Regions from separate parts of the Mus musculus genome. Here region 1 is linked to region 2. The links are chromatin contacts, called in public promoter capture Hi-C maps. All regions are on one chromosome and are shown on one strand. Each heading gives the region's core, a stretch centred on a gene start, on an enhancer-like site or on the middle of the called end of the contact. The rest is flanking DNA. Distances are from core to core; before and after follow the strand shown. Region 1 overlaps Nap1l1 (nucleosome assembly protein 1-like 1). Region 2 overlaps Osbpl8 (oxysterol binding protein-like 8).

Region 1 (5,525 bases), core at 2,164-4,663, 240 kb before region 2:
GTCTTTAGCAGGTATGGTAGGCCGTGCCTTTAAGCCCAGTGCCTGGGGAAGGAGAGGCAGGTGGATCTGAGCTCAAGACCAACCAATGTCACAGTGAGTCTTTTAGTAACTCAACTTACCAGATCGCCATTCTCAGGAACTGCAAAATTAAAAGAAATGCACATCAGAAAAATGATAACTAAGCCCAGCTTACAGTACAGCACACACCAACACCCAACAGAAACTGAGCTACTACTCACTACTCACCTTCAGGAGGAGCAAAAAAATTAAAGAAAGAATCATTGGAAACTGTTTTAGTCACAGTACGAACTGTCCCACGCCCCTTGTGTTTCTGCTTCTTCTTAATGGTTTTCAAAGTAACATTCTTTCCTTTTTTCCAATCTATCTGGCACCTTAAGAAACAAAATATGTAATTATTTTAGCACATTTGATAGCTAGATTTTTACAAATACAAGATTTTTACATGCCAAATTAAAATTTGGGTATTTCCTAAACAAAACTTTAAAATCTATTGATTTGCAATAACATTAACATGATATAATAAAGTGACTAATAGTCTATTCCTTCCCGTAAATGTACATGATAGTCAGACCCAGAGGAAAATGGGAGACCAAAGCGTCTGACTACCTAAGAACCCTACAGGATACACAGAGGTACTGATTGTACCTCTACTTACAATCACAAACACAGTAGGATGGGCAACTCACCCTGTACAGCCCATAATCTCTGGTCCGTCAAAAGAAAAGGGGTCAGAATCATCTGGCTCTGACCGCATCCTGTAAGTCTTTGTTAACACTTCATTTGTGAAATAGTCATTGGGTTCAAAGTGAAATTCTAAGACAAAACTCTAAAAAGAAAACAAAAGTGAGTTAAGCTCAGAAAACAGTTTGACCTGTGCTTTTTGATAAGCACACACCCAAGCCAATGCTCTTTCCCTCACTTACTACAATGCTAACAGGGATGCAGGGGAGACTCTTAGTTAACAGGCAAAACAAATAATGGCACAAGATAAACAATATGCTTTCAACCTTAACTATCATTTAGGTCAGTCATATCTAAATAAACGACCAAGTGCCCCTTCTTTCCATCTCCCCACAAAGACAGCTCTTAGACACGAAGCTACACCCTCAACTCAACCCTGAAAAGATGTGGCTGTAAGACCCTGATCCTTTATTCATAAACAGCACTGGCCACAGTTGCCACAGAAAGGGTTATTAGCTGATCTCTCCTCATGCAGGCCCTTAAGCACCATCTGCCTCATCAGTCCCAGGCAGACACCTTAAATAGTTTCCCCAGGATAGTTTATCTTTCACTATCTTTACTTTTAAAAAGCTTAAATTCCACAGGAAGAGTGAAGTACCGAATCTCAAGCCCCGAAACCAAACATGCACATACTTAATTAAGAAACCAAACATGCACATACTTAATTAAGAGCACCTAGTGCCCAGTTTAATCCCATACTCCAACCGAACTTTTGAACTTGTCTGTACACAATACTACAAAACTATAAATATTTAAAACTTCTTTTACCATAGGCTGGCCAGCATCCGAAAACTTCACTTTAATATCTTTCAAGTGCTTCAGAATAGGTTCATCATGTTCCTTCAAATTAAAATAACAATTAGCATTTAATAGGGCATTTTAGGGTCGATGTCCTGTTACCACACAGAAACTAGTGGTTATAGGGAGTGTCTTGTTACAGATGTTTTATACAGTAACTATGAACCCTAAAACTTCTTCACCACAAGTCTGACACTAAGCTACCTCATACTGTGGTTCTTCAGCACACTGCCTGCCCAGGCTGAAAAATACGAAAGTCTAAGAAAGGCTCTGTTTATTTTACAATAATTCCTGCTTATCTGCTGTGGTTTCAAGCTGTTCGTTCCTTCCTTCTCTACTGTGGCAAAGCAGAAATGCACTCACACTCATCCCTGAAGATCAGTCCTTTCCACTGCTAATCCCCAAGTCACAAGAACAAGAGAGGCCGTTTACCAAAGAAGTGGACATCTGTGTTGGTTTTTTTTAATAAGTGATATAAGTAGCTTTGCATTTTAAGATGCAAATTCCCCCTGGATTAAAACAAGTTTCAAACTGAAAACTTTTAGTGCAATACAAATTAAACACTAGTATTTTTTCACCAACCCTACCTTGATACTAAGTACAGAAAAACAAAAAGGTATTATAAACAGTGAGAAAGCACCAACTAAGAATGATCAAAGATACCACTTCATTAATGAATTTTAAATTATTCTGATAACCAAACCTGAATTTTCTTTATATAAAACCATAAGGAACGCCGGGCATGGTGGCACACATCTTTAATCCCAGCACTCGGGAGGCAGAGGCAGGTGGATTTCTGAGTTCGAGGCCAGCCTGGTCTACAAAGTGAGTTCCAGGACAGCCAGGACTATACAGAGAAACCCTGTCTCAAAAAACCAACCCCCCGCCCCCCCCCAAAAAAAAACAAAAAAAATTTTTTTTAAATCATAAGGAAACCACAGATATCAAGATTTTCTTTTGAGTTAACAGGTGGCTTTGTGAATTAAATTACCTGAACCATGTCACTGAGCAAGTCAACATTCTTAAACACTGTCAACCAAAATTCAGGAATTCCTTTCGGGTCTTCTTTTTCTTCATCCTTTTTCTCATCTTCAATCTTGGCCTTTTCTTTCAGCTCCTCCTTGAAAAAGGCCAGCAAACAACGTAATGACTACTATGATAAGTCTCCTGATAAACCTTCAACTAACACATTGGAAAACTTCAATCCCATAGCAATCAATGCTCTCATCGCCACCTTAGAAAGACCCACCACGCACATCAAGAACTTGAAGAGTCAGTAACAAGATCTTTAACCACAGCAAACAAAAACCTTGTCCAGTGTTCAGCTTGAGGTCCTTACTCAAATGCCCTGATCATACCCTGCAGAGCAGCTACGTTAAGAAGCATGGTCCCCTAGCTCAGCACAGCCTTCCCTCACCGCCGTCATCCTTCACTGCAGGCAGGTAGGTCACAGCAAAGCTTTTCACCTGAAAATCACATGCTCTTCCAACAGTCCTCAAAAGCTCAAAGGAAACTACAGGAGACGCTTGAAATGCAAAAGGAGGCACTGCCAGGCTGAGGAATAGCTCATCTTATCCCCAGTATTTACAAAGTTGCTTATAAATGCTACTTCAAACAACTGGTTATGGTCCATCCTAGCATCTAAAATACAGGAAACTACAAGGTACTAACCGAAACTTCATCCTCCTCATCTGGTTTCCACTCGCATTCTTCTTCTGTAGGTTCATAGATTGCATTAATGATCTCAAATCGCTAAAATAAAGAGACAGCTTATGTAAGAACATTAGCACCCAAACCCTGACACTCCTGGTTTCTGGGTTAATTAGTAACTACCTACCACAGCCTTTAATCCTGGCCACTGCTGCTCTCAGACACCTCTAATACCTCCTCCCCCCACTGAGAGATCCAAGTACCAAGCCTGTCTCCTGAGTTACCTTACAAAGCAGTATAAATAATTACCTTATCAAATAAAGGCTGATAGAGAACAGCATACTTCCTCTCGAGATCATGAACTTCCTCATAGAATTTGGCTTCTATCTGTGCACATTTAACCTGAAGATTCTTGAGAGCATTCACTCGTCTTTTGACTACCTTAGGCAAGCTGAAAAGTTACAGAAAATCAGAAAAACACAAGTCACACTTTCCATACAACATTCAAGTGGGTAAGTTTCTGAGTTGAAGCAAGGAATTTAAAGTAACTAAAATTCAAAAGACATACAGATCCTTTTATTATAAAAGCAAGTAGGACAAATCAATAGAAACCAAACAAAACAAAATATCCAGACAAACACAAGAAATACCCTTAAGCCAGGTTGAATTCTTTCCAAATTTTTATAAAATAATTCTTGACCTAACCACTGAAGTAGTTACAATTAAGAAATTCAACTATTATCAGTTCACTCAGATCAGTTTTTTTCTACTTCTCCCACAAGCCTGACAGCTTAAGTCAGATTCCGCAGAATCTGTAGCGACAGCTAGACACGCCAAGAAGCTACATCGTCAGCCTGAAGCCAGATCAAACAGGGTTCGGGTCTCAAAACCAACCGATAAACTTAATTAAGGAAGTAACTTGGGCTGGTAAGTTGGCTCAATAGTTAAAAGCACTTACTGTTTTGCAAAAGACCTCAGTTTAATTCCCAGCACCACATGGAACTTGTAAACCACCTGTAACTCCAGACCCAGGAATCCAAAGCCCTCTTATGTGCACACTATGTTCATGGAGGCCCAACACTCTTATACATTAAAAAATAAATTAATTAATAAAAAGGAAAATCTTAAAATAAAGTAACTTAATGCTTTAGCTTATAATCCAAATAAAAATACATATTCAAATTGTGAAAATTTGAATATGCATCTTAATGTTAGAATAAAATATAGTCAAAGAATCTACAAAATATAAAGGCATGAGTACACATATACACCATATATTTAAATGTTTACCAGTCTACAGTGAGAGCTGGAACCCATGTTTTTACATATCCTTTTAACATTTTAACATATCCTTCCTAGAGACTTCCAGACTAAACCAAGTTATTACAGGGAAATACAGGTAACTTAAACAGCACCCATTACACCTTAGTTAGCATCAGGATGTAGTCTCTGCTCTGCACTTAGTTTTTATTATTATTGCCCAGTTGGGGGAGCTGTGTATGGTCAAAGGACCACACTGAGAAGTGAGAAAGTTCTCCTCTTTCACTTTGGTATGGGTTCCAGGCATTAAGTTCAGCTATCAGGCTTGCATCACAAGAGTACCAAATAGTTTACCTCCTAAGCTACCCACCCAGAGGTATTTACAAGTTACAAATGGCGCAGTGACTAAGAGTGTTTGCTGCTCGTGTAGTTCCCAGCACCACAGTGGGTCACTCACTGTCACCTCTTAACTTCTAGGACCTTTCCTAGGCTCCTTGGGCAAGTACACATGCGCACATGAAGGCCATGAAGGACAGATTAGACTGAGAGGCAATGCTAAGAAAGTACACAATTGGCCAGGAATAAGGGAGAGAGCAGCAGGAAACGCAAAACAAGTCCAAGGTAAAACTAAGAGCCTGGTCATGAGCTAGCTCAGGCTTCAATCCCAGCACCTGGGAGGAGAGGCAGGGAAATCTGAGTTCGAGGCCAGCCTGGTCTACAGAGAAACCCTTTCTGAAGGGTGGGAAATGAGGATGCTAAGAAACATTAGCAAGATCAAGACAACTGCCTATTTTAAACCTAATCTACATACATGTTTAGAATATAGCAAACCAAAATTAACACAAAAGAAAACTTAGACAAACCAAATTAGATTTTAAAATCAAATGCTAGCCAGGCATGGTGGTCGTACACCCCACCCCTTTATTCCCAGTACTTGGAAGGCAAAGGCAGGCAACATTTCTGAGAACTCTAAGTCAGCTTGGTCTACAAAGCAAGTTCCACGCCGGCCAGGACTATAAATTATTCAATGATTTTAGCAATGCTACTGGATACAC
Region 2 (5,985 bases), core at 3,136-5,635:
ACAACAATGCCTTCAAGTTTCCTTACTTTGAAGTTTTATACCAAACTTTCACACCGTCAGGTTTCTATTGTTTACGAAGGTCACTGATTATTCCTTAATACTAAACAGATCTTTGGTGTGAAGGTCAACAAATGGCATGCGCTACTATACCTAGCAACGGCACAAAAAACAGTCTGGAAGATAAACACAAGACAGGAACAAGTCTCGTGCAAAAACACAGGCTGCACATACAGTATTAAAAGCTACACTGTATTTTAAAGTCACTTCTGAATAAGGACACACTAAAGTTTACACTGCTTAAGGACATAAACGACCCATGATCGGAACCACACTATGTTAAGAAGACAATACAGATTAAATACTATTCAAAGCTTATGCTACTTAGGTATAGCTTAGAACCATGGGCTTTTATTTTATTTTATTTTTTTGAAAACATTGTTAGAAAAGAATCTGAAATTAGTGAATTTATAATTTATTTAATGTTTAGGTATCTCAAAACAATGCTTTATTGTCATTATAGTTATTCACAAAGACCCAAAAAGGTTAGGGGTAAAACTAAAACTCTACTTCAAATTCAAAAAATGTAAATGTCAATATATATATTTATTTATTTTAGTTAATATTAAAATGAATAACCAAATATTTGTCACAATAGTTTTCAAATATAAGCTCAAGTTTTCTACATCTTATTGACCATTTAATGCCTAAATGATAGCTTTAAAGTATCTAATTTCATTTAATAAATATTATACTGTATATAACATATAATTTTCTTAGCAAAAATTAACTCCACATGAATAAGTCTAGCAAAAAATATATACCTAGAAAACTTTACTGTCGTCAAGAATTAAAAGGTTGTAAGAAAAGCACATATGATAAACATTAATTATAATGACTCCTTTACAGAAATGGCTAATCATGTTAAATGTCTGGCTTTCATCTGCTAATACCTCTGTCAATACCATTTCTTTACAGGAATATATATGTATTATATATCAAATTCGGAAATGTTTTAACTGTCATCAGGGTCATATATTTACTACTACATTAAATCAAAATGCACATGATAAAAAAATCAAGATTCATATTTTACTGACTCGGAGCTCTCAAGTTTCAGCTGAAGAGACTAGTACAAGAAGATGAGGGAGAGCCCGGCTACAGATAGGCAGCTACTGAAAGCTAAGCTTTCACAACACACTTGTTTAAATGAAACATGATGTTAAGATTTTAAAAATCCCCGTATTATTTTCATTAAGAAAATGTAAGAAATTAAGGCAAGAACACAAGATGAAACAAACCAACCTTGTAAGGAAGGAGAAAGTTCATTGTATCCTCCAAACGAAGCATTCCGGACGAGCTTTCGGCCATCAATTCGTGGAGGGAATAAAACAGACGAAACCCCAGTACATGAAGAAAATCTACGATGCTGTGAACTCTCTTCTTTCATGGTTTAGAAGGTCTATTTAATATAGATGCTCACCCAGAAGGCTAATTAGCCCAATATGGCAAAGACAGGCTTTTCTCTCACATCCAAATGTAGCAAACCAGCACAAACAAAGGACACACACATTTAACAGCAAAGGAGGACCAGAGACTGTCAAATCAGCAATAAACAGATAGAGAGACTGACGGCAAAGGCACTGAGCCAGACAACTGGTTCCTTTTTAAAAACGAGTTGATTAAAGGGCTATTCCACTAATGCTTTACGATTGTATCAAAGAAACGATGCCCTGCACTGAGCTGCTCACTGCTCTAGAAAAACAAAGCAAGATCAATACTTAGCCATTTTCGATGAAGTAATAGGGTTCTTTCTTCTCTCAAGACGACAAGCCTGTCATTACATCTATTATATTTCTGTAGTATCTGGCCACATCTCCCTCTTCTCCCGACTCTTCTCTTTCCAGCTTTTGGTTACTTCAAAAACAGATCCCAACATTATACTGTTTATCTTTACTGAAGCTTCTAGATTTATATCTAATCTGCTGCTTGTCTTGGCCATGATTAAAATTTCACAAGGAAAGATATTCTTTCAAGTACAATTTTGGTGGATCAGAGCTGCTAAAGCAGAGAATTAACATGTAAGTTTTACTTCTAAGAGGAATACAGGAGTCTTAGGGCACCGTGAATGTGAGCCAATCAACACAGAAGATTAAACGACAGCATAAAGACGCCGCACACCCTTGGAGCATTAGCTGCTTCACTTCCTCTCCCCTGTGTTTGTTCAAAATACATAATCTACCAATGACTTCTGTCCATACAAAAACAAATCATTTGTTATCTCAAAAGTAATAACCTATACCATCTCTTTATGCCTAACTTTTAAAATTCCCAAGAACTCATTTTATTAAATTACTTTTGCCTTACCCTATCTTACTCCATTCAAGTTAAACTTAGTGGTTTATTCTTATAAGAACTTTGCCCTAAGATTCAGTTTCTTTCTTACCATGCACACACTTTAAATCTGAGTTTGGTTCATATAAAACATCAGTCCATATAACCTTAAGAGTATTTCTTCTTAAGGGGGGAAAAGCATTTAAAAACTCAGTTTCCAATAATGTGGGTGGTACATGCCTTTAATCCCAGCACTCAAGGGGCAAAAGCAGGGGGTCTACATAGTGAGTTCCAGGGCTACATATAAAACAACCAAACTTCCTGTATAATGCTATCCCTGCCCACCTTGGGCAAAGGCATTTCAAAAATCATTGTTAAATTAAGTTTATGGAGCTGTGGTGCTGTCATCTGAGGGCCTCTGTTTTTGCCTTGTTTCACTCTTCCCCATACCATAAAATGGAAATTAATAACCATAGACAATCAGAAAATTATAATTAATTCATACAGTTAGTGCTTGCCTTTAAAGGAATAAAGAAGGTATCACAAAAGGCATTATCCTCTTACAGTTAAGTAGGGTTTAAACTTAATAGGGTCTCCATTTCCTTATCTATAAAATACTAAGAGTAGCATCTATATTATAAGATTATTGTGTGAAGTCTACAAAGGTTCCGGGTAAAAACATTAGAATACTGAGTTCTCTCCTAAAGTTCAAGGAACATCAGAGGAAAGAAGTTGCTTTTGCTTTTGTTTTTAATGACCATAAACAAGGATGGGAATACAACTGCAACACAAATTTGACAGTGAACCTAAGATGCACAAATATAGGTGCAAAGAGGCACAAAAGCCATGTCACACGTCAGTCTTTATATCAAAAAGTCCTTTTGTATACAATTCACAGCAGCAAATTACACTGGATTGCGTGTCAAATGGATGAAGTAATAATTTAAAATATTCAAGTGAGACACACAAGCAATGTCTTTAATATCTCAAAGAGAATGGTGTCCCACTTAGAAATCTTTTTGTTTGTTTGCTTGTTTGTTTGTTTTTTGAGACAGGGTTTTTCTGTGTAGGCCTGGCTGTCCTTGAACTCAGAAATCCGCCTGCCTCTGCCTCCCAAGTGCTGCGATTAAAGGCGTGCGCTGCTGCTGCCACCACCACCACCCAGCCCCATTTAGAAATCTTAACCCTGCCAAACTCTCAATTATGCACATTAGAATATATTAACAATATTTAAGATACTATAGGTTTCAAAATCCTACTTTTCTTTCATGTTTTATTTACTTTTGCATGCTTTTAAAGAGTCATCAAGCGCACCTCTTGTCACTTGTGGTTCTAATACAGAGTCAAATTTGATGCACAAAGGATGCAGTGTTCAGAGGAGTTCTCCCCCCAAGCGTCTGTATCATCTCCAACCAGATGCTATGGGACTCTCTCCCCAAGCCGCTCTTCTCTGTCTGGCAGAACTGAGACAATTCTCATGTAAATAATTTCTTCTAGAGCTTACTTCTGTCCAGCACACTTAGAAAAGACTGTACAACATACACTGTACAGCATATATACTGTACAAAAAAAAGGTAACAGTAAATCAGCACTGTTTAGGATATAAAAGATCACCAAGTCAAATAGCTCCTTTCACCAAAAAGTCCCCTACCAGGGTACCATCTTTCTTGGGTCTCCTTCACCCAGGTTCTTCTCTGGCCTGTAGCGTTTCCTAGTGTCTATTAGAATTGTCTCTTTCCCTAGACTCACAGTTGAGTTAACTGACAATACCTCTAGTACAAGAAGGTGTCCTACTTTTCATTTGATAGGCTACACAGTACAGACTACTTCTGCCGTCTTCCTGCTATAGCAACAGCCCAGAACCACACCACAGGCAATGCTGAGCACTCACAACGACTAAACAGTCCTTTCACATGGAGCATTTGGTGACTGTTGCAAAATAACTGACAGACAACATTTCAAAGGAAAAAAGAAGGGTTTAGGCCCATGGTCCCGGATGTTTTAGTCCATGTTTGCTTTGGCTTGCCCTATTGTTAGGCATGCAGTGAGACAGAACACCTTAGTGACAGCAGCATGTGACAAAACCTGCTTACTTCACAGCAGCCAGGAGGCCAAGGAGACACCAGGACCAAGATTTACCTTCTACTAGACTATTCAGAAGCTAGGCTTTATTAAAGGCTTATTCCATTCATGAAGTTAGAGCCCCAGAGATCCAGTTACCTCAACAGCCCCAACACCAGGGGACTAAGCCCAAAACACATGAGCCTTTGGGTTCATTGATATCCAAACCATAACATGACTCTTAGTAGATTCTCAAAGAAATCAAGGCCACGCTACAACCCAGAGTTTTTTGGCTTATACTTCTCCAGCAATACTGCCCCTTTACACAAGGACTTGTTGAATAGGCTGAAGATATTTGGACAGAGGCTCTCTCTGTAATTTGAGTTCCTATAGAATGAACTACAAAACAACTTGCTTATAAATGAATGTGAACTTAACTTGGTCTAATTTTGCAACAGAAAATCAGATGTCTGCCAAGACCATAAAGCCACTGAGCTTCAGCCAATTACAGGCCACGCTCAAACGAGGCCAGAAGCTCATCTTGTACTCCACTTGTGAGTTCTGTCTGTCAATATTCAGTGCCCCATACTGCAGAGCAGAACTCTTGGAACCTCTGTCCGGTATGAAATGCTGCCCAATACATGAATTACTCTTGTTCAAATAAACTATCAAGTTTATCTAGTTTTTCTTTGAACACTTACTTAGTCCTTCCAAAGAAACATTTTAGATATGCACATATGATAGTACCATTACTATAAATACAAGTCAAGAGAAAGCCACAGGTGACATGGGTCCAGCAGGCGTGACACTACAAGCTGATTAGGAGCTGCCTCTGAGGACTTCTGAGCACTAAGCAATGATCCCTTCTCATTATGCATTTTCACGGAATAGTCTATTGTACACTTACAGATAGTCATTTCCTTTTAACGAAAGCTGTTCAATTGTTGCCTAATGCACAGAAAACACAAATAGAAGCTACTGTGACGCACAGAATTTAAATTATAATTTTATACTCATTTGTTTGTTGGTTGGTTGGTTGGTGTGGGCATGCAGAGGGGAGCAATCAGCCCATGGCGTACTTAGAGGTCAGAGGGTAATTTGCAGGGACTAGTTCTTTCCTTCCATACCATTTGGGTCTCGGAGATCAGACACAACTCTAACTGTCTGGCATATTATAACAGTAATTTTGTTGTAATTTTAAAAAATACACTGGAAATCTGGCTCTACAAAGAACTGAAAATGACAGCAGCCAATGGAACTGAAGCCCTGTTATTACTTTGTAAAGAGGACAGTAGACTCTCCCAGAGTTTCCAAACAAAGGAGATTAAATCCCAACAGCAAGAACTAACTAGTAGAGGTAATATCTGATCATCCTTAAAGAATCTTAAGTTAAAAATATACTTAAAACATTTCTTTTCCAAGAAAAAAAAGTCCCTTGTTACACTTATATTCCTCTTTCTACTCTGATGAGAACAAACAAAAACAGCAACTCAAAAGGCCTGACATGCTAGGCCAGACCTCCCTGCAACCTCTACAAAGACGCTTAGAACAAAGCTGGATTAGTCATCTTCATTTTCAATAAACGCTTTCAAG

What was found. Capture Hi-C pulls out chosen DNA fragments and counts their contacts.
Region 1: a contact with region 2 is called in a promoter capture Hi-C map of liver. The contact joins two enhancer-like sites. A contact is called at or near these places in 11 of 39 promoter capture datasets (3T3-L1-derived adipocytes, the C10 cell line, the HPC-7 cell line and 8 more), 2 of 15 datasets of contacts at CTCF or cohesin (CD8 T cells and the NIH/3T3 cell line), 22 of 484 Hi-C or Micro-C datasets (3T3-L1-derived adipocytes, CD8 T cells, the G1E-ER4 cell line and 12 more), 11 of 115 datasets of contacts at active chromatin or transcription factors (embryonic basal ganglia, embryonic fibroblasts, embryonic limb bud and 5 more) and 3 of 9 other capture datasets (adipose tissue, liver and pancreatic islet).

What each region holds. Positions count from the first base shown.
Region 1 is chr10:111,488,164-111,493,688 of GRCm38.p6, reverse strand. Nap1l1 (nucleosome assembly protein 1-like 1) reads right to left here. Exons shown (of 16, transcript NM_015781.5): 5 at 3,520-3,661; 6 at 3,232-3,312; 7 at 2,552-2,680; 8 at 1,531-1,602; 9 at 708-847; 10 at 247-392; 11 at 120-139. Among named protein-coding and RNA genes, the nearest start is that of Gm25117, 9.4 kb to the right of the region's middle. Within about 2 kb of position 3,413, at least 15 of the 459 cell types and tissues checked have an H3K27ac peak or open chromatin away from gene starts, as enhancers often do. A contact at or near this core is called in liver, where this site is marked.
Region 2 is chr10:111,243,966-111,249,950 of GRCm38.p6, reverse strand. All of the region lies in intron 4 of Osbpl8 (oxysterol binding protein-like 8), which reads right to left. Among named protein-coding and RNA genes, the nearest start is that of Bbs10, 52 kb to the left of the region's middle. Within about 2 kb of position 4,385, at least 8 of the 459 cell types and tissues checked have an H3K27ac peak or open chromatin away from gene starts, as enhancers often do. A contact at or near this core is called in liver, where this site is marked.